Regions from separate parts of the Astyanax mexicanus genome. Here region 1 is linked to region 2. A link is a contact called in public Hi-C data. All regions are on one chromosome and are shown on one strand. The core of a region is the stretch at or near the end of the contact, and the rest is flanking DNA. Distances in the headings are between cores, read along the strand shown.

Region 1 (6,782 bases), core at 1,470-3,969, 40 kb after region 2:
AGAGGTCCGGTTTAGGACACTGTTAGTAACCATGGAAAGAAAAAGGCACACACCAGCGTAAGAATAAGGCTCTGGGGACACAAACCAACTGCAACAACCAAAAAGTAGAGGAACTGTCGGAATGTCTGACATGCGAAGAGCCATGATTGTGTAGATTTAGAAAGCTGCACTCCATGGGTTATTCTGTGAGTGCCAGCACCACTGGAAGACAGCTGCATGACACAGGATTGCGTGTATGCAGACTATTATGAATACTGCCCTAAGCACTACGTTGAATGTAATCAAAAACTTGCAATATTGTCGTGCCAGACTGTTATGGAGTGACTCGGTGTGTCAGCAGGACATCTTTAGTCACACTTTTTTCTTGGTGGAGACAGCCAACAAAGGAACTATGTGGTTTTTCAAGCTGTGTGAGATGAATTATTACAGAACACCATTATGAATCTCTACAATTCCATGCAGACATTAGTCATGTTGCATTTGGCAACATGGCTGCTCAGCTCTTTATTAAGAGGCGCTACTTCTGTATGTATAGCTCAATAAATGTTGCACATAACAAGCTACAATCTACATGTTTATTCATTTGTTGTTTCTGATAACGTTTATCTTATCTGTGTTCTGATTAGCATTGCAATCCTTTCTTTTGGGTGCAGCTATTTTTTGATTGTGAGTGTAAAAGCAATAAAATAGGGAAAAAATCTAGGGATGCATACTTTATATATATATATATATATATATATATATATATATATATATATATATATATATATATATATATATATATATATATATATATATATTGTTTCTGTAGTGCTTAGGTTTCCTCAAAAAATACCATTGAAAGACTTGTTCGAAGCCTCACAGCTAGTCTACAAAGAGATGTACACGTCCATTAGCTAGGATTTCATGTGTTTTGGTGTAATTTGCATCACTCAGTCTCTGAAAACCAACAATTAATTTGTCAATCACTCGTCACTCTGTAGCTTCTGAGTCCTGTCTGTCAACTATCAAGCTGCCATTGAGCGACTGCAGTTGACTGTTGCCATAGTGTTTGCAGTACATCCCAATCATTGGCCCTTGGCAGTCCTTGTTAGAGCTGCTGCTGTTGTTGGACTGAGCGTATTGAATCAGCATTGATGGTGAGGGATCTATTCGATTAGCTGTTTAGCCTAGTGACTTTTCGTAGAGAAACGAAAGTAAACAAAACAAAACAAGCGAACAAGCACACCAAGAGTAGCCTGATCTTTTAGTTCTAGTGCAAATAAGGTTTGATCACTAGGGATGTGCACTGATACTAATTTCCAGTTGAATGTACATGTTTATGAACAAATATTCCATAGTTGTGGACTTTTACTGGTCTTGCAGTGTCAATAATGACCTGGGTATCGAAATTTGATATCAAAGAGGCACTGAGGTGTGTCTGTACTACCGAGTACCGAAAGCATATAGTGCAAATAAAGTTGCCAAACGGGGAGAGTGCACGCAGCAAGGTTAAAAAAAATAAATAAATAAAAAATAAAAAGGATGGTATCTGCAGTTTTGTGCTCCAGGCCACCAAGGTAAAAGTCAAAGTGGTCTAAAATCTGACTACTTCTAAAGAATAATTGAAACTTTATTTTCCTTTAAACTGAAACAGTAACAAACTATTTCTTAATTAAGTTTCGTTTCATACAGGCGCCTTGTCTGCTGTTGCCTATTGTAAAGTATTAGAGGTGTGTTGGATCCTGTTGTTGCCTAATAAAAATACACACCTTTTGATAGTCGCTTGGTGATATGATCTCGAACATTTCACTTTGATTTTGATTAATGAAAAACATTTTTTATTGAGCAACAGACACTGCAACTTCCTGTAGGATTGCACACACCTAAACTCTGACCTAGAAATGGCTTAGTCTAATATCATGCAATCTTTACTACTCATCTGTGTTTAAAGCATAATATTTGCTATGCATTTTTGCCTCATAGTCTCAAGATCTGAGACTGATCTCAGTCCATGCAAACTCAGGTTTCTACCGAATATGATTGTGGTTAGAGACATAGTTTTCATATTCACATTCCTGAGAATGTGTTGCATAAAAGTAACACAATCTATCATAGATCGAAAGAAAAAAGCAGAACATGCTTTGCATGATGATGTTCAGTGAGATAATGTGTGGGATGATGCAGAAATACAGGCTTTGTTCAGTCAGTGTGTGAAGCTATGAGATGGAAAAATGAGCATTTCTAAACACTGCTTTTATCAAAATAAAATCCATATGGAATAATATAAGTGCAAGGCTTTGTGGACACCTATTAGTTAGCTAAGTTGGAGGTTTCTTGAATTGATGCTTCTGGTACTTGATAAATCTGTATCAGAAAGGAAAATAACTACTTCTGTATGGCAGTGACTTCTTGTGTTGAAATGCAGTGTAAATTGTGTTTAAATGTAGAGTGGCCTACATACTGTTTATCATGGCTTGTCATGTGCTGCATAAAATGACCCATTTTAGCTAGAGATGGGACAATCGATCGGCAGTGTATCGGTATCGGCCAATTTTCAGCCAAAATACTGTATCTGCGATCGGACGATATTCCTCTGATTTTAGCCGATCCGATTCAGCAGTTCAGGGTTTAGCAGTTAGGGTGCGCATCCACTGGCACTTAAGATCCGATGCATCCCATTCATTTCAATGGAGAGAGTCGCCACATGCCGCAGTGCATGCTGGATTGCGTTGCATTGAGCGCAGCCCTGCCCTCCGGCAAGAAGTTGAGCAGATCTCAACTTTATTCAGTTGAATCCGGCCGCCGCGCTGCGTCCAACCAATCAGGAAACAGCAGGCTGCCACGCCACTCATATACGAGCCTCACAGTGAGGCTCACACACACAGAACAGGCGCCTTTCATACACAGATAGAGGCAAAAAAATGGCGAAATGTGGATTTATACAACTATAGATCACAGTGAGGTTTACTAAAAATGTAATCTTAAACTTATGATTGACTACATCTGTTGCTTCATTTAAATTCAAAAATGTCACGGACACGCCCATGTGCGGCAAGCCGAGAGATCTGGCACGGCGACCTGCGTTGAAGAAAAGTGCCAGTGGCTCACACAAAGCTGCAGTTCCTCATCCAACCACTAGTCAGGACTAACTTGTATCTTTCCTGAAAAGCATTTATTTTGGTCAGTAATGTTCTTGTTTATTTTCTATTAGCATAAATTACCAGTGTTTTCTTAGGCATGGATGTAATTAAGGGAATCTGGTTTTAATGTGGCATTTGGCCCCGCCCAAGATCGGTTTCGGCAATCGGCCGATCGAGATAAAAGATGATCGGCAACAGGAATCAGCCCCAAAAACACTGATCGGACTATCTCTAGCATTAGCTGTGTGCAAAGTTGGATACCGCTGTTTAGCAGAGCTTGCATTGGAGATGAACCAGTAACCTAAATGTGGGAGGTTTGGGCATTATATTTTCCAATCATTAAAACAACCCTGGTTGATAAATTTAAGTCTCTTATACCAGTTAGCCCTTAGCTAATAAATATTTTTTATTATAATTTTTTTTTTATGTGCGGGTCGAACGGGTCCTACCACCTTTTTAAGACATGTTGAGAGAGAGAGAGAGAGACACCAATCCTAGCGTTCTACATCAGCTGTCATTAGCTGTGTGTGTGTGTGTGTGTATATGGCCTCAATAAACCAGCCCTCAGAGACAAAGCCTGCTTGTGCTGAAGTGTGGGAGTCTCTGCCCTTCAGTTCTAGTCCTCGTGACCCGCTGTGGCCAGGCAGTTCAGCATCACTCACCTTGCAACAAAGTCAGCCGAGGGTTCAGTCTGGGCTAGAGGGTGCCTTTTGTTCTGGGCACGGGCAGCGTTATCTCGAAGGACAGATACGTTTCATTTTGAAAGTGAAAGAATGTGGAACAAAACAGTCTGTCCAGTGCTTTTTATTGTGCATGTGGTTTTCTTTTTCTTTTCAACACTTGACTATAGCATTTCCTGTATGTCTAGAGGGGTGGGGTGTGTACACTTGGCCTCACATGGTATCTGTCAAATCAACAAGGCACTGCCTGTTCCTTTCAACCTTGTTAGGCAGTTTAAAATGAGTGTGTGGAAGATGCCTTTCCTGTTTTCAGCCATCCTCTATAATGGTAAAATGTGACAGGAAATTAATAAGTATAGTACGAATATGATTGGCAATACAGTACCAGTACCAGTGTAAGAGTCTTTCCCTTCTGCTATTGCTATGCATGTAGAAATGTAGAAATTGTGCTTGCCTGGTCTTAGAGCTGAAGAGCAAGTTTACTAAAAATTACAAATTATTCCATCATGGTTTGTGAAGGTGGTCATTGTGTGTAAGTAAATGTAAGTGATGTGAAATTTGTGATGTTAACTTAAAGTTCAGCTTTCAGTAATTTTGAAAGTAATGTTTTTTAAACAAAAAAAATAAATGTTCAACTTGACTTACAGTCAACAGTGATCAGTTGGCAGCTTGCACGGTTATCATCTTTATGATATTAGTTATATGATAATATCAAAATTAATACAAATTAAGAGTCATAGTAACCAGTAACTCGTGTTTTTGTTAAGTCATTGAAATATTAGAATCTTTAAAGACCTGTTCATGATTTAAACTTGTGTACTTTTGTGTCGTTTTTGTTTAAAAACTAATTGTCAACTTTGACATAAAGGTGGGCAATCTGATGATATTCCCACTTGTATTGTAAACAAAATCTTATAATTGAGATACACACTGTGTTAACCTTGCTTTTAGAGCTTGTGGTAGAAAATAGGACCCATTGCATTGTGCTCAAACCTTTTATTCATTTATTTTTTGTAATATTTTAAAATAACAGTGCATAATAGGGGGTTTGGATTGATACATTATTTGTGTCCTTGAAAATATGTCAAACGTAGGCTACATGTTAGACTGTGTACTTTGTAACAGTGCTTTGTCTTCTATGATGTAGCAGGCAACAAATTCAGCCGAACATAGCTATATCTAGGTTTTGAAATACAGCCATGCCTTTATGTAATGCTGAACTGATATTGACCTTTAATAAACTTTAACACTTAAATTAATGTATAAATGATTTGATGGAAACGTAGCTTGTGATTGCCCTGGAGACAATGCTACCTTTAACTTAACAGGCACTAGCTGTTCAGTACATTTTGGAAAATATATAAATACAGTGTAGAGTTCCTGTAAAGGAACACCGTGCTTAAAAACACTGACCCAACTGTAAAGAGAGTATATTTAGTACAGTGTAATTAGCTAAAGAACTGGAAGTTTTAATAAAAAGCAATCTACTCTGTATATGACAGTGTTAATTGAACTGATCACGTTATTTGAAAAAAAAAAAAAAATACTGTGTATTTACAAAGTTTTTACATATTGTAATATATTATTTTACTATATAGCCCAGGCCTAAGTACAGGTTAGTCTACAGTACAGTAACTGGAAATATAATCACTACTATGTATTCTTAACTGTATGTTCTTTACATTAGTAAAGTCCAGTATGTGTTTATTCTACAAAGAAACCTGCAAGTCACATGTTGACAGTCAGTGTTCCTCTTGTTGTTTTTCAGCTCCCCTTCGAGAAGGAGATCTACTACATCCAGCACTCCATGCTCTACCTGGTGCCCATTTACCTCTTTAGAAAAGGAGGTGAGCATTCGAACATTGTCGTGTTCTCGCCAGTGACATAAAGACTGCTGACTGCTGGCCCACAAACACTTATCAGCCATGATGGCATGCATGCAAACACACCACAGCATCCTGTTTACACGTTTTCTGCTTCTTTTCACACGCTAGGCATGTAAAAAAAAAACAAATCTCATATTTGCCTGGCACCTGCTCTTCTCTCTGATATGGAGATGCTATTGTTTGTGGAGGTGTTTATTCTAGTGATGTGCAGAGAGAGAGAGAAAGAGAGTGAATGGTTTTAGAATGAGGATGTGCTCTGAGGTACCTAGATTAGTGCTGTTCTGCCATCTAGTGTTCAAACCTGGCTGTTACATTGTTCCTCAGCTTTGATGTGACATGGCTTGATCAGAGCGATGGTTAATGCATGTTTGCGTGTCTTTGTAATGATAACTTTGAAGACAGCCTGACCGATCCTCTGTGGGAGGAGCGAGCAGAGATTGGTTGGAAGCTGCTGGTAGGGTGTGTACTGGAATAAGCAGCCGTAGTGAAGGGAGGCTTTTGCACTGCAGTGGGTACAACGGGCTGGCTGGCATGTGAGCCCGCTGTTACAGTTACATAAGCTTGCAAAAAAGGACACACCTTGCTTTCCAGCTGGGAGACTTTTTAGTTTCTGATCAAGAATATTGCATCTAGAGGGGGGGGGTCAGTAGACTATTGAGTACAATAATATTGATGTTGATAATATACTGGTGTTTTATAAGGGTTGTTACTATAATTTGCCTTTTTTAAATCAGTTAATTCTTTTAAATAGTGGTTCTAACATTTAATGCGTTATTGATTCAACAATAATAAGCAGTGAAATTAATTTGTCACTCATAAATAAAGATGATACAAAGTCTCCTTTGACCAGAGTCAGAGAAGAAACACAGTTGCTTCTATAACGAACCTTTTTTTGGCATAGAGATATCGGTTCAAACCAAATTAGATGTTTGCAAACTTGATGTTAAAAAATCAAAACAAAAAAAGATACAGCTCTGCAAAGAAATAAAACAACACTTCTTCAATTTCTGAATCAGTTTCTCTGATTTTGCTATTTAAAAGTATATGTTTCCCCCAAATTCCAAATAAAAATATTGTCATTTACAGCAGTTATT
Region 2 (6,602 bases), core at 119-2,618:
TTGTATAAAACATGTTTGAATTACTGTTATAAAATATGACACTAAATTATGGATTTTTACCATTTCTTTCTAATTTATTTTATCTTTCTGTTATGTTGTCTTTTAATAATGTACCGTTGACTGCCCTGCAGAGTCCTACCAAAGATTCTACCCCCCTTTTAAGGCTGACTAAGACACAGAACAAATGAGAGGTCATTTATAACAAAGAGGTCCATGAGAGGTCATGGATAAAGAGAGATCAGAAAGCAGTCATGTAGAAATTAATTATAGCTTATGACAGTATTAATAATCTAGAGAAATATTGGACAAGGGACCTTCAAATATTATTTTTGTTTTAATGAAAATGGTAAATACCAAACACAAAACCAGATATTACTACTCCTTAAGTCTGTCTGCGGCTATAGGACTGAATTCACCACAAGAGGTCGTGTTCTCTTCACTTACTTGTTTGTAACATAAAGTAACACACCTTTTCAGCCCTGTGGGACACAACAACAAACAAACAGATAAATAAACAAAAATGACAAGAAAAACAAGAACTTTAAATGGTGTGTTAGGTTTTTGTTGGACTATAGAAACTAGATTATAATGTTGAAATAAAAGCCAAATATTGTTGCGTTACGTTCAAGCAACAAATGTTGATTGTGTGTGTGTGTTTACAAACGAGTTGACTTTCTGTGCTTTGTTGCCATCCAACTCTGAAAGGGCTTGTTAATGATCTGCGGTGTGTTTTCTGATAACAAAGTATTTTAGCTAATATTGAATAACTTTAGGAATGATATACTTTAAGAACATCAATTGTCCATCTTTTTTTTTTGACTGACCTTCATTTCTTAAAGTATTTTTTCTTTACTTAGTTGAGTACTTCTTGCCTTAATATGGATTACTCAAATAGCACTATTCACTGTATACCAACTCTACCTCTTCACAACTTCACAGCTGATGCTCTCAAACACATTAAGAGGGGAAGAAATGTAAGTAATTAACTCTTAACCACTTGAATAAACTCCAAGTTACTACATCATAAAGCTGACTAAGAAAATGGCACAATGTGCAAAGCTGTCATTTAAGAAAGATGTGCCTGTTTTGAGGAATATAAAATATAAAACATATCCTGTTTTGTTTAATACTCTTTGTTTACAAAATTAATAAAAGTTGTTCTTTAGTACTAATATACAGTGCAGGAAAAATAAAAACAAAAACTGAATTTAAAGCGTGTCTAAGGCTCATGTAACATTTCATACAATTTCTCCACAACCTGCGCCAGAAATGAAGCGGTAGTGAAAGAGTTAACAGGAGAAAAGAGGGCGGGGTCAGAGGAGCCGCCCCGTCCAATCCAGGAAACCTGTGCATGTAACGATATGTAAATGAGCGCTTTCAGGGGGAGCGAAACGGTGGGAGAAAGAGGGAGAGAGACATAGAGAAAACAAGAGAGAGGGATAGATGTAGCCTAGAGGCCCGAGGGGAAACTGGACAACGGGAGAGACGCCACACGGAGCACATGGACCCGCCGACGCGCCTAACGCTAACCAGTCCCGGAATTTCACCGAGCTCCGGTCATTAGCCGCCAGTTTTACCAGCACGCGGCGCAGCTTTAGCCAGCGGGGGTCGGCGGGCTGTAGCTAAGCGTTAACTGCTGTTTATTTAGTGGCGTTTGTAGCTAACGTATGTTTAAGTGGGTGGGGTTGGAGTTGGTCTGACCACGTAACGTTAGCTAAACATACATTACATACCACACCATACATGTAGGTTAGCTTGGTAGTTACTAGCTAATACGTGGTAGGGGGTGCTCGTCATTTTCTTATAGTGAGGATGGGGGTACGGAGTGACTAGCTTGCAGTATCTCTGTCTGTGTGTTTTATTTGTTTATTTTTTTAATGGTTAGCTAACTGGATAGCTAACCTAGCTTACTAGGTGTGGTAGGTTTAGACACCTGTAACGTTAATGCTGTAAAGTAACCTAGCTATGTGGTTAATATATGGCGTTAATTACTAGATATAAAACGTTAACATTCCGTCGTTAAGGCTCGGTTGCTAACCTAAGTAAGCTAATGTTAGTGTTTTGTAGCTAATATATTATATATGTGTGTATGTTTTTTAATAACTGTGTGTGCCTTTCCCAGCTGTTTTAAGCTCTGTTTTGTTTAACTGTAACCGTAACGTGACATAGTTAGGTTAACATAGGCTAGCTAACGTTACCTAGATAACCTGCTTATTAAAAGCAGGTTTTATCGTTACAAATGATGAAAATATCATTAGGCGAACACCAGCATGAGTTTAGCGACCAATTTCTTTAGCTAACTAACGTTAAAAAGGACGTTACCTAGGTTGGCTAACTAGCTAGTTAGCTTAGCTAGTTACGTTAAACCACGGCGTTACCGTTAGTTACTTGGCCTAGCTAACCTGGCTAACTAGCGTCTCCTCGACTGCTCTGTGTGTGTTGTGTGTTCTGGCGAAACGCTGCAGTTCATGTTTCGACAAGAAGTCAGTGTGCTGTCCTTCATCCCGTCGTGTTCGTACCTTTTCCAATACGAGAAGAGGAACATGTCTCGGTACAACATCTACAGCCTGCTGGACTGGGTTTACGGCGGAGTGGACCCCAAGTTCGAGGGCAACGGAGGCCCCGAGTGCGCCGCCTTCATCGCCCCCCAGCAGCGGCTGTGCGAAAGCCTCATCATCGTGCTCCTGTCCGTGGTGGAGGTGTTCTTGGCTTTAAGGAAAATCAACTTCTCCAGAGAGCACAGAGAGGCGGTGAAGGATGGGAGGAAGAATAAAGAAGACAGCTGGGGCAAGAACCTGTTGCTCGTGGCTCTCTGTATGACTTTTGGCATGGAGGTCGGCTTCAAGTTTGCTACCAAGACGGTCATCTACCTTCTGAACCCTTGCCATGTGGTCACTATGGTGCAGGTATGGTGTGTTCTGTCTGCTTGTCTATCTGTGTCTGTCTGCCTTTATAAAGATAAGGATACAGGTTGTTTAATTAATATATCATAGTTTGTTAGGGATGCTCACCACCTGTGCCTTTCCTGTTTGTCCTGTGATGTATCAGATTCAACTAAACTAATTATTATTTTAGTGGTGGACTAATCTGCTGATTACTTTTTTTTTATTATTCGATATATGAATGAATTAATTAATGAATGAGTGTTGCACTCATAGCCAGTCACGTTTTACACACGCCAATATACACTCAGCATTCATTTACACAAACCAGTGAGAAGCAGCAGTCAATCACACACAGCATACTCTCAACCAGAAACGACCTTCCGCCTGAAGGACTGCATTGGGCACTACGGAGTTGACCCAATGCAATGTTAAAATTTTATTTCAATCCAGTGTTGGATTATTTTTTTCACCAAGATCTTGCATTGATGATGGTAGAGAGTGACTGCTGCACAAAGCCTTTTCCAGCGCATCCCAAAGATTCTCAATGGGGTTAAGGTCTGGACTCTGTAGTGGTCAATCCATGTGTATAAATGATGAACTTGTGCTCACTCTTCCACAATTCCAGCCCAATGAATCCTAGAATGTTCATCTTGGAATCAGCCTATGCCGTCAGGGAAGGAAAAAATCTATTGATGGAATAACCTGGTCTATATTCAGTATATTCAGGTAGTCAGCTGACCTCATTCTTTCAGCACATACTGTTCCGAACGTGTACTTAGTTAAATCCAGGTTTGACCAGGCAGTGTACATGCATACACCCTTCCACACACCATGTAGAGCATCATTTTTTCTGGACTAGTTAAAGCACTTGCATGTTTTTTGGATTGTGGGATAGAACTGGAGTCCCTGGAGGAAGCCCACTCAGACACGAGGAAAACGCACACACACACTGAGTGAAATATAGTAAGCAAACTTTCCATTGGTGGGGGCAGCCCAAATTGCATGGGGGTTGAATGCCCTGGGGTCCTGGGTATAGAAGCATTCTACAGTGCCTTTGGAGCAGAGCGAGTTGGTTGGCTTTTCCCATGGGCCCAACAGTAATAGGTGTACCCTCAACTTTGTAATCAGGGAACCAAGCACTCTTAACTACTGAGCTACCACTATTGCTGTATTAAGGAAACGTTTGATGCCAGTAATCTTTTTTTCTAAGCAATCGTACGCATTTTAGTATGATAACATCATTGTGCTCATTAAATAACATTACTTATCAGATCAAAACATATCAGTGCATAAAAGACTCTAGTCTAGTTCCAAACGATTCCACAAATGGCAGGTATGTCTGCAGGCTTTTATTCCAATACAGCAGGATCACCTTCTGAATTAGTGACCAACTGTCTAAAGATTGAGACTAAACCCGGTAGCTCAGCTCTAACTCAAGGTCCTGTAACAAGACAATGACCATGTTTACTTTGTCACTTAATGTGATTAGTATATGAATGCGTTCTGATAAGATTTTAGCCGCATACATTTACATTTGGTAGTCAAATGCATTTCCAGTTAGACTGAAATCCAACCGCTAGATGTGTACTGGAACATGCAAATTTGCTCATTGCAGTGCAGTTGTTACTGATGTTTCAGTTGTAAAATGCCTCTCAAAGAGACAAATGCATTTACACTGCTCTGGTTCAAATGTGTCTCTGGCCACCTCTTGAAATGGTTTTAAATGTGCGCTGGGAGCATTTATACTTAACATTTGTGGATTGGCTTTATTCAGATGTAATCTTGATATTAAGAATACAATAACTGATCAGGGTCCTTATGTACCAAATCTGCATACAAACAAAAACATGGTGTTTGCCACATTTTACACTCACTGTCCGATGTACTGAATGTGACTTAAAAGTGGGAATGTGTTTTATTGTCATTTAGAGGCGATGCATTGACAATGCAAATGGGAATGGATTTTTTTTTCTTGTATGTACGGATGTTTTTAGCTTTAGTAGGAATTCTACACAGTTCTTAGTATGTGAAGCCCCTAGTGTGAAAAATGTAACACATTTAAAATAGTCTACTTACCTAACACTACTAAAATGCAATGGCAGGATCTTGTATGGTCAGTTTCTGCTTAAAGTTCTAGAAATGTCACTTGTTGTAACAGCTCTGATGGGAGGTTTGTGACTTGCGTTTGCACATTGCTGTTGTATTGCATTCTTAGGTTAGAATACTATGGGCAGTTTCTTAGATGCGGGTTAAGTGTTAACAGACGTTCGTTCAGGACTCATTTTTGCCTCATCTCAAAATAGCGAGCATTATCTAAGGAGTGTTCAGAAAAGGTGTGTGGTGTCCTCCTGAAGAACATGTCAAAGCGAGAAACATTCCTGAACTCACCCTGTGGTCTGATCTTGTCAAACATGAGGTTTGGTTTGTTGTTGTTAAGGTCAGCACACTACATACAGCATGGTCACAATTAAGGGTGGTTCTTTTGGTATGAAATTTCATCAGCAAAAATGAGGTGTTTCATCACTTACAGCTTAGTTATATAGTGGTCATTGTGAAAGATGCAAATTTACACATTGTCTCTGAACAGGAAGGGAACATGGGGTGCCATATAGGCGGTGTTAGCCACTCTGTTACTTCTGCTTTTTTCTTTTAGTGTGAAAGTTCTAAAGTACAATTGTACTTTTCCATAAACACCATAAAGCTGAAATGATGTCACAATTGCTCCTATCTTGTAGAGGCCAGTTACAAATAAGTTTATTTATTTATTGGTGATGTTTTGTAAGTGGTGATGTAAGTATAATAATGCGATGAAAACCTTTTAAAGATTAGGTATATCCGAGTTGGACCAAAATTTAAATAAAAATACGTTGAAATATCTAAAAGTAAATAAAATGTGATTTTAAATAAAGTGTTCTTAATGGACACAAAACTGTTTTTAATGGACAACGTTAAGATTATTGATAAACGATTTGAGATCAAGTCGATAATCACGCACCATCTGAATTTCTTACTCATAGTGTATCATTTGGTCCAGTCTCGCATGCAATCTCACATTTCCACACAGCTCCCAAAAAACAGATCTGTCTCCCCCTAAGGCAAAAAAAATAAATTGACACAGCCTCAAAAATGTGATCTATCAAACTATGACAAAAAATAAAATCTAAATTGACTGTTCACACAGTGTTGAAAGAAATAAGATTTCACACAATAAGATCACACAAAAGAAACAAAATCTGATTTAACATATCCACACAGCCTTGAAAATAATCTGATCTGTGTCGCACTAATGTAAAAAATCTAATTTGACATTCACACAGCCCTGAAAAAAAACATCGGATCTCTGTCGCACTAAGGAAGAAACCAGTCCCATTTAAGGTTTTTAAGGTTTAAAGGGTAGAAGGATGTTTTGTCTAAACCATAGTGTCTGTTAAAAGAGTAAAAGAATGTTCAAACTGTGTTTTAGTTGAATTTCTTCATCAGCAGGACTTTAGGATGTACTATACGTTCTAGCTTGCTCGTTTTCTGCTGTTTTCTGTCAGTGTATCCAGCCTGGGCATTGAATGTTGAACAGCTCTGACCCTGGAAGAGCTACATCTGCTGAATTATACATAGGTAAGTTTAATAATAATCCCAACTGGGTCAAGACTAAGATAGTGGAAAGACTAGCATCCAGGCAGTGCTGCAGACAGTGTGGCGTGGTACAAAGACTTGGTTGTA

Evidence for each region. A called contact is a pair of places that touch in the nucleus more often than the background predicts.
Region 1: a Hi-C map of muscle shows a contact between it and region 2, with 11 times the contacts expected there. The contact joins the enhancer-like site here to the promoter of LOC103030241 in region 2. A contact is called at or near these places in 3 of 3 Hi-C or Micro-C datasets (blood and muscle).

What each region holds. Positions count from the first base shown.
Region 1 is chr17:19,878,017-19,884,798 of AstMex3_surface, forward strand. LOC103030241 (transmembrane protein 164) reads left to right here. Exons shown (of 6, transcript XM_007247060.4): 4 at 5,571-5,649. Among protein-coding and RNA genes, the nearest start is that of LOC103030241, 40 kb to the left of the region's middle. Within about 2 kb of position 2,720, the one cell type or tissue checked has an H3K27ac peak away from gene starts, as active enhancers do.
Region 2 is chr17:19,839,584-19,846,185 of AstMex3_surface, forward strand. LOC103030241 (transmembrane protein 164) reads left to right here and starts at 1,369. Exons shown (of 6, transcript XM_007247060.4): 1 at 1,369-2,906. The coding sequence starts at 2,469.